Linked DNA regions of Mus musculus: regions 1 and 2 are each linked to region 3. Evidence: chromatin contacts called from public promoter capture Hi-C data. All regions are on one chromosome and are shown on one strand. The core of a region is the stretch at or near the end of the contact, and the rest is flanking DNA. Distances in the headings are between cores, read along the strand shown. Region 1 holds the start of Vip (vasoactive intestinal polypeptide). Region 2 holds the start of Myct1 (myc target 1). Region 3 holds the start of Mtrf1l (mitochondrial translational release factor 1-like).

Evidence for each region. Promoter capture Hi-C pulls out the DNA fragments that hold promoters and counts their contacts.
Region 1: a promoter capture Hi-C map of hematopoietic stem and progenitor cells shows a contact between it and region 3. The contact joins the promoter of Vip here to the promoter of Mtrf1l in region 3. A contact is called at or near these places in 22 of 39 promoter capture datasets (the 3T3-L1 cell line, 3T3-L1-derived adipocytes, the C10 cell line and 15 more), 1 of 115 datasets of contacts at active chromatin or transcription factors (epiblast stem cells) and 3 of 9 other capture datasets (adipose tissue, embryonic stem cells and liver).
Region 2: a promoter capture Hi-C map of hematopoietic stem and progenitor cells shows a contact between it and region 3. The contact joins the promoter of Myct1 here to the promoter of Mtrf1l in region 3. A contact is called at or near these places in 21 of 39 promoter capture datasets (the 3T3-L1 cell line, 3T3-L1-derived adipocytes, the C10 cell line and 14 more), 1 of 15 datasets of contacts at CTCF or cohesin (pro-B cells), 32 of 484 Hi-C or Micro-C datasets (the AML12 cell line, CD4 T cells, CD8 T cells and 19 more), 10 of 115 datasets of contacts at active chromatin or transcription factors (the 230-238 cell line, bone marrow-derived macrophages, embryonic stem cells and 4 more) and 3 of 9 other capture datasets (adipose tissue, liver and macrophages).

What each region holds. Positions count from the first base shown.
Region 1 is chr10:5,637,832-5,640,531 of GRCm38.p6, reverse strand. Vip (vasoactive intestinal polypeptide) reads right to left here and starts at 1,314. Exons shown (of 7, transcript NM_011702.3): 1 at 1,162-1,314.
Region 2 is chr10:5,592,361-5,595,153 of GRCm38.p6, reverse strand. Myct1 (myc target 1) reads right to left here and starts at 1,426. Exons shown (of 2, transcript NM_026793.2): 1 at 1,253-1,426. The coding sequence starts at 1,304.
Region 3 is chr10:5,822,541-5,825,300 of GRCm38.p6, reverse strand. Mtrf1l (mitochondrial translational release factor 1-like) reads left to right here and starts at 1,358. Exons shown (of 7, transcript NM_175374.3): 1 at 1,358-1,775. The coding sequence starts at 1,538.

The sequences.
Region 1 (2,700 bases), core at 65-2,564, 180 kb after region 3:
GTTGAAAATGGTCATTTCTCTTCAGGAAAGAGTCAGACTTACTGACATAAGATTACTTTGTAAAATAACGCTAGTTTTCTAGCACTGGTTTGGAAATGGAATCCATCCCCAGGATAAAGGCATTTGAACACCGGCTCAGCTCCCTTTTGTCTTTCCCTCTGCGGGCACTCAATTAATTTTAGTGTCTATCCAGGGCCATGCTTCTGTTGTGCTGGAGGCAGATAACTTTAGGCTCTGTGTTTTGATAACAGAGTCGTCATAGCATAATGTCTTTTCTGTTGAAGGAAACAGCCACAAGGAATTTGTTGGGTTCCCCCCTTAAAGCTATAATATCTGATTGATGTAAAACTGGGGTATTACCTAATTAATTTTCCTTCTAGCCAATTGTATTTTAGAGTTTGCATGTTCATAGTACATATATGTATATAAAGTATAGATTTGTATCATTAAGGCAAAAATCTTGTATACATATTACATTGAAATTCTTATTTTCTCTGTATTTGTTATAGAAACCACTGATAAGTTATTTCTTTAAACCAAGGCCCAAGCAAATTTATTCAAGGATAAAACTTAATGCCCTCAGAGTCACTTGGCACTGGAACAAGTTTTTCCAGGAAATCGATTTATATGCCTTTATCTGTAGAGCCCATGCATCCTGCATTCGATCTATTCACATGTCCTATTTGTAAACACTGTCGAGCTAGCACAGAGATCTTCAAGGGTTTTACCTCTTGGTACCTACAAAAGTCATAGCACTTAAAAATTAAATGATAAAGAAAGTGAGTGCTTTCTAGGCTCGATCTGTTTAGAAACAGAAAGAAAAGCTCTTTAAACGCAGATTGAAAACCCCCAAAACAAATGCATCAAGCTGAACACTTTGCTCAAAACCCCCCCCACAAGCAAACTCGTCTTACTTTATTTTTTAAAAGGCAATACTTAATGAAGGATTAAGCAGGACTAAGAATCCTCTAAGCAGATGGGGTCATAAGAGAGAAATTGAGGCATTTCTATCTTTATTCAGTGACTTGTCATGATTATTGTATTTGGCTATTGCAAAAAGACGAACACTGTAAAATTCTTTTTAAGAGAGAAATTTTCACAAACTCCTATTCAAAGTCCCAGTGACAGAGAGGAGAGGAAGAAGTGGAAGATTTTGCTTACCCTTGGCTGTTTCCTTCAGGCAGGGCTGCCTTTCCGGCTTCGTGGCAGCTGTCTAGGGTGCTGAAGTTCTGCTCTAGGGAAGGCTCCACCAGTCTGTTCCCGGTTCCTGGGGAACGGTTGGCTGTAGCTGGCTAGTGCTCTGCTGTCCAAGCTGACCAGCATCTCAAAGTCTCTCATTTTATAGGGCTTGTGCTTCGGGCTGAGCAATCAGAAGGCTCCCCGAAAGACGTCACAGTAGTGATCCCATGGGATGAACAGGTCTTGAAGTTCTTATTAAATTGTCATCATGCCTGATTTATATACATTTATAGCAAACAAGTTCAAGAGAGAGGAAATGAACTCTTTTTTAAAAAAAGAAAAGTACTTAGCTGGATGTGCAATGCTTTAATCTTTACTTAGCTGTGATGAACTAGAAGATGATTATAATGTTATAGACAGGGCCTAGGAGTACCTTAGAAAATAAGGACTTTCTTCAGGAACAAATGCAGAAAACTTGTGTTGTGCTTAGAGTATAATTCCTCGTTTCTACAAAGTGTCAATTGCTTTAATGCCTTTTAAAAAACTTTATGCTGCTTATGCATATCTGAATTAAAGTTTTCTAGAAACCTACTCTAATTTAAAAAGCAGTCATAAATGATTTTGCATCTTTCTATTATTACACTTCTTTTATGTTGAGTCTAATCCTCGGGGAGAGGGGTTCCATTATGTGTCTAAGATGCTATAGTATACACGCTGTTGTGTAAGCCATGGCACTAGCACTCTTCTACACTTTGTTTAAAATATCATAATTCCCACTCCTTCTCTTTGCCCACTATATCAAATATTCCAAAAATAAATAATGATCAGACTGTATACTCCAGGGACTGAATCTCTCTTTCTCTTCAAAGGCATTCTCCTCATTTTATGTCTTTGCATAATGTTGAATCACTTTGTTTGCCCTCAAAACTCACCCTACTTCAGAATCTCCAACTCAGTCGCTTTACATAAATGTGATTTCAAAGGATCAGGGAAAAGACCTTTGTAGAGTACTGTGATGAATGCTTAATTTTTTTTTGTTGATTTTAACCTCAAAGTAGCCTGACATACATTTAATTGGGACTTAATGTCAAAATGCAGCTATCCTAAGAGTGTCATGGAAAACAAAGGCAATGTCCATTCATTTAAAAGTCCTGGTGTGTGTGTGTGTGTGTGTGTGTGTGTGTGTTTTATTACGTATATCCTTAGGGATATATAGCTCTCAATTTTCTTTACTTTATTGTCCTCTAAGATTTTAGTCTCTCTTTGTTGCACTGAGGGCCGGCCAATGCAGTGAGAATTATCTTGCTAGAGCTTAATCATATTTTCTAATCCATTTACAAGAAAAATTAAATGAATTAAATTTCAAAATGTCTGGAATTTTGTTGTCCAGCTGACAGGTCTGACTTAAGCCAGAGTTCCTGTGGCTTAATTCCAGGAAATCTTTTTTTTTTTTTTTAAGCTAGTTGTTACAAACTAGAGGTTAAAATAGTTTTCATATGGATCTTCTTTTTTTATCCTGAG
Region 2 (2,793 bases), core at 177-2,676, 230 kb after region 3:
TACTTTCACAAATACACCATTGACCCATTCAGAATTCAAAGTTACCTTTCTCTTGGCTGGAGACTTATTTGAGACAGAAATAGCATATTTTTTCACTAAGCTTATTATGCTAAATCTCTTAAAGCTTGAAGAAAGCACATTAATTAATAAAAAAAATCAATGAACTAGTTAATTCTCTTCATGCAAATACCTGTGGTAATAGATCGCCAGGGCCAGGTTGCCATAACTGCTCAGTATTTACTAGATGGTTTCCAGAGCCCTGCTTCTAGGCACAGCAGGGAGCCTGATACAGTTTTCTGAGATTACAAATTTATCCACCCTTCACATAATATGGGGTATAGATCTCTTAGTAAACTCCAGTTTTCCTTTCAAGTTCCTTCTGGTTCTAACTTAAACCGTTCCCCTTACTTATACATTTCTTCAAACCGCAGAGACATGGCAATCTCTTTGCACATCCCAGCGCCTGCCTCCTAAATCTGGTCTGGAGTGGATGCTGATTTTGACCTCAGCGCCTCCCTCCCTGCTCTGAGACCTCGAGCTGAGTAGCCTCAGCCAAAGCAAGCTTAGGTGTTGTTTCTCTTCTTTTTGGAACAGGCTTGCATTGCAATAGTATATGCTATTTCTGCTTCCTCTCTTATAGATCCATAATTTCATTTTAATTCCACATTGTCTGTGTCAACACACTCTAAAGCCATCCACCAATAGGTTTGTTGCTTAAAATCACATTGAAAATTAAAAAAGAATAACATTGACAAAAACACAGACTTCAAAACCCTCTGCAGAATACCTTGGCTTCATGAAATAAAATATTTAGCAATACAGTTGCACCCTCTTGGTTTTCACCGAACTATATCTACATGCCAAGAGAAAGGAGCAGTAGAACTTGTCTTTAACACCATCACCTTCAGATAAATAAAATGTAACATTCCAACAAAACCCACATGTTATATTCTTTTAACAATGATGTCTACTTCGTATTTGTTTTTTTAAATTTTCACTTTAAAGAAAATCTCATTTTCTAAACAGTTTTGCAAATGCCAGCCAAGCTGTATATGCCTGATTAGTCTTTAATGTTTCTGTAGCTTATCCTGATGACATTTTATCAGTATATTTCTTGAAGTAAATTCATAAAAACCATCACCAGATAGTTATGGCAAGCAAACTGTCTTAGAGATTCCCAGTGTTGTAATAAATCATGCAGAGAATTTCTGTGCATCTTAAGTTAAAAGCAGTGAAGGCAAAGGTTGCTTACCCCAAAAGTTTTCTGGCCAAGGACTCCCTAAGCTCGTGGTGTTATTAGCCATAATGTCCACAAGAAAAAGAAGCCAGTGTGTCCACAACCAGCAGTTTGATTCTATGCCTTTGTGGTTGAGCAAGAGAAAAATAATTTTCACGCAACCCCACGTATACTTGTGTTTACATAAAAGGAAGTAAGTGTATCATGTTTCCTGCTTTTATACTCGAATTAGCAACTGTTTTTCTTATCTTGGAATTCCACATGGCTCTCAGACACAAAACTATTTCCTTCCCGTCATTTCCTCCCTCGTTGCTAAGTGCCCTCTTTCCAGCCACATCCAAAGCTGTCTGGGGACAAGGGGCATTTTCTTAAGTCTGGGTTCTCTATCTACATGCAGAGGCAGAAAGCAAGACCCTGGCTGCTGCACTTAGCTTCACCTGAGTGCAATGCTGTTCTGCTATAGATGGTGTTCTGATGTTGAAAACCATGTCATGCAGTCAGAGAGGGATTTTCAGAAGCCCATATTCAGTTTCACTCTTTACCTAATATTTTTTGTTTATAAATTACAGACAATAAAATTCCTAGGTAATATCTCCCTGTATCTGGTGTATTAATTTTGAAATGTGTATCCATTCCATTTATTCATACATATTTAAATGTGTTTTTTTTTGGTATTTTGTTACCTTTTTCTTTGGGACTCAAATGTGGGAAATCAAGATCATTTCTATGTGCACAAGTGGGGGGAATGGGAATGTGAGATTACAGCAGTGTTTTAGTGCTTGGCCAGGGATGTTTAGTTTAGTGCTTGGCCAGGGATGCTGTGATCCTGTGGCTTGGGAAAATTATAGTGAATGCCCTTCCTACCTTGGTCATGACAGGGTAGATCCTTTGTGCATCGGGAGACATTGAAAGTAGGGAAAGGAGATGCCAAATGTCACTTCCACCCAGTAAAATTCATCTCTAGGCTGGGAATCTGTAGTGTGCACTCTTGAGAACCCTTGCAAGAACTCTGGGGTGCTGAAGTGTTGTCAGCTGAGGTAACTGTCACCCTTCAGAAGTCTGTTGACAAATTCCTGAGAAGGGTGGGGTAAAGGCAACCTGACCAGTCACTTGGCAGTCCTAATTCTCCAAAACTGTGGTGATTTCTGCTCATTTTTTTTAAAAAAAATCAATTTTCATAGATTTAAGTTAACTACAAATTAGCCAGAGATTAGAATATACACAGCTGTCCCTCTCAAAGAAAATGAAGCAATTACAGAAAACTTGCATCGCTTGAGCAAACAGAAGGACACATTTTTATGATATTTTGGCCAATGTCTATTTCTATGCTCTCCAGTAAATAATCACACCACTGCTCCTGAAAGAAAAGAGGGCTTGAGTTTCAATGGTGCCCTTTGAGGTCTAGTCCTGCTGACAATGTATGCAAAGACAGTACCTCATGAAAACTTGCTGTGTCTAGAGACACGTGTATCGAGACATTCCCCACCTGTCTAAGCAAAGGTAGGGTTCCTCAGTTGCTCTAGATACCTCACGTATATGTTTTATATAACCAAAGG
Region 3 (2,760 bases), core at 109-2,608:
TAGTAATTTTGATTAGTGTTAATGGTAAGAGTACCCATTTGATTCTAAACAGAGAACAGTTTGATCAGCAGTGAACCACCATGGTCCAAAAAACAGCTAGTAATCCAGTAGAATTCGCAAGTAGACTAAGCTTCAAATTCTGCATCCTCAGGAGTGGCTTGTCTGGTTTATTCACATCCTGTTACCCACTTCTCTGGTAGGCAGTGGTTAAGTCTTTTGAATTGCAAATACATAAGTTAGTAGTCAGGAGGGTGGATGTCCACTAGAGGGAGGCCTTTGATTTTTCTCTCTTTCTTTTTTTAATTGCAGGGCTGCAGACAGCCTTGAGCAAGGTAAGCAAGTACTCCCCGAGAGTTACAACTTCAGAGCAGAATGAGGAAAGTTTTAAAATGCTTCATTGTGTTGTAGTTTGTTAGTTTTAACTTGGATATGGAGGAGGAGGGAGCAACAGCAAGAAAGTGAGAGAGCAATGGAGAGTCGGATTGAGTGAATCAGAATGTGAGGCAGGAAACGGAGAAACCTAGTGCTTGGTGTGGTGGGTGACGATAGGAAAACAGATTTTGTAGCGTCCCTGGGAGGTTTAGTAGGATATGCCTGTCCTTGAAAGGAACCTATGTCAGATGACCACCCTATAATTAAGCCTTAGAGACTGGAGATAGATGACTTCTGTGGCTGTGGACTCTGTGCCTGCTGGTCGCTTGACTATCCTTAAGTCTCACAGCCTTGAGAAGCAAACCTTCACCTTCAGACTGCAGACACCTGCTGTTCACTCCAGCCTGGCTCGCTGGGGAACAGGTCTTGGGGAGCAGCCAAACTCGGCCTGAGGGCGGAGTCGAGGCTTCAGAGTTGGTCTGGAGGTGAGGCTTCTGAGTTCAGCCTGTAGGCGGAACTAGGTGGAGCTCCACCCTGAGAGACGAGGCGGAGGAAGCGCTTCCTCCAGGAGCCGACCCGAGAAGGCGGGACTGAGGCGTTAAAGCTCCTTCCCTAGAGAACAGGGCTGAGGAGGCGGAGCCGCGCTTTTGGAGTTTCCTTTGGAGGGCGGGGCCGAGGAAGCGGAGCTGAGGCATTGGAGCTCTTCCCTAGAGGCCGGTCTGAGGAGGTGAAGTTCTGTCTCAAGGCGGGGCTGAGGCATTGGAGGCACTCGCTATCTCAAGGTCACGCCTAGGCAGCAGAGCTCGCCCACTAGAAGTGGGAGTCAGGCGTGGGTGGTTTCCACGCCCCCGTGGAGGCGGGGCTGAGACGGTGGAGCTCCGCCCTGAGGGGGGCGGGCTGAGGCCCCAGACCTGTCCCATTTGGAGGAGGAGCTGAGAATCCGGAGCCCCTCCCCTGGGGTAGGGCGGAGACTTCGGCGCTCGGGTTGGAGGCGGGGCAAACGCGTCCAGACCTCCCTGCCCGCTTGCCTTTTGACTTTAGAGGACCTCCAGGCTGTACTACGCTTTGCCGGAAGTTCTCGTAACATTTCCGGCAGAACATTTCTGGATCGGAGACCTTCCTAGAGTGTTTGTATATTTTCTGCTAGGTGGGCGGCCCAGCCAGGATGCGGAGCGGGTTTCTGAGCGGTGCCCGGCGCCTGTGGGCCCGCCGCGCCTTCAGCCGCACGCCGCCGCCTTCCGAGGAGCTCCTCGCCCGCGGCGGGCCCCTGCGGGCCTTCCTGGAGCGCCGCGTGGGCTCGGAGGCCGGTGGTCTGGACGCTGGGTACCCCCAGCTGGCCGCGGCCGCCCGACTGCTGAGCGAGAAGGAGCGGGAGCTGCGGGACACGGAGTCATTGCTGCACGGTAAGCCACCCGCTCTAGTGGGTTCGGAAGCCATCTGCGTTCCAGATCTTGTCACTAGGGTTCTGACAATCCTCCATTGGGCTCTCTAGAGCAGTCCCTGGACAAGGTGCTCTGCCAAGTTAGTCCTCTGAAGTCACTAAGGTTCTCGGTTGCTTCCTCTCCCCTCCTGGTGTAAGACCCCCGAAGCTAGGCCTCCGCTCAAGTCCCGGGATGAGCTGGCCAGCACCCCAGTGACCCGAGAGAAAACCACACCTGATGCAAACTGCAAGAGGTTTTATTATCAGCTAGCTGAGGACGGTGCCGGGCAGGGGAGTTCGACCCCAAGCAGTGGCAGTAGGGGGCTTTTAACAGCTAGCTGAGGAATTGGGAGGAGTTGGGAGGAGAGTTGGGAAGAGTTGGGAGGAGTTGGGAAGAGAGTTCTTCTCTTTTCTGTGTCCTTGGTGAAATTTACAAGGCAGGAGTGGGTAGTGAGTTCTTTCTGAATTTTTATCTCCGTGTCCTCAGCACAGGAAGGCAGGCATCTCTGGTTGTAAAGTATAGAAACAAAAAGGCTTTTTGCTGGCTATAGAGAACAAAGAGCTTCTTTCTGGCTGTATTTTTAGAGATCAGGGAAAGCAAGCTTGGGGAACGTCCAGGGGCTTTCTTTACCTTCCAGGGAGAAATGCTCTGTAAGTTGGGGTCTCACACTGGCAGCTCAGCTGCACAGGAAAGACTCGCTAGTCCCAGCAGAGGAACTAAAGCCGCAGGTGAGTGTATGGCATTGGCACACTGCAGTGCAAGAGGAGCGATGCACTGTATGGTTAGAACTCGAGACCTGGAAATTCATGTTTCCCTCGAGATTCCAAAGTGTCTGCGTTCCTAAAGCCTCCAGAGACGTCTGCCGAGTAGAACACACTTGGGAACTTAAGGCTTGATTCAGAGACCCTGCCTCGAAGAAAGTGGGAAGAGGGATTGAGGTTGGTTACTGAGATCAACCTCTTGGCTC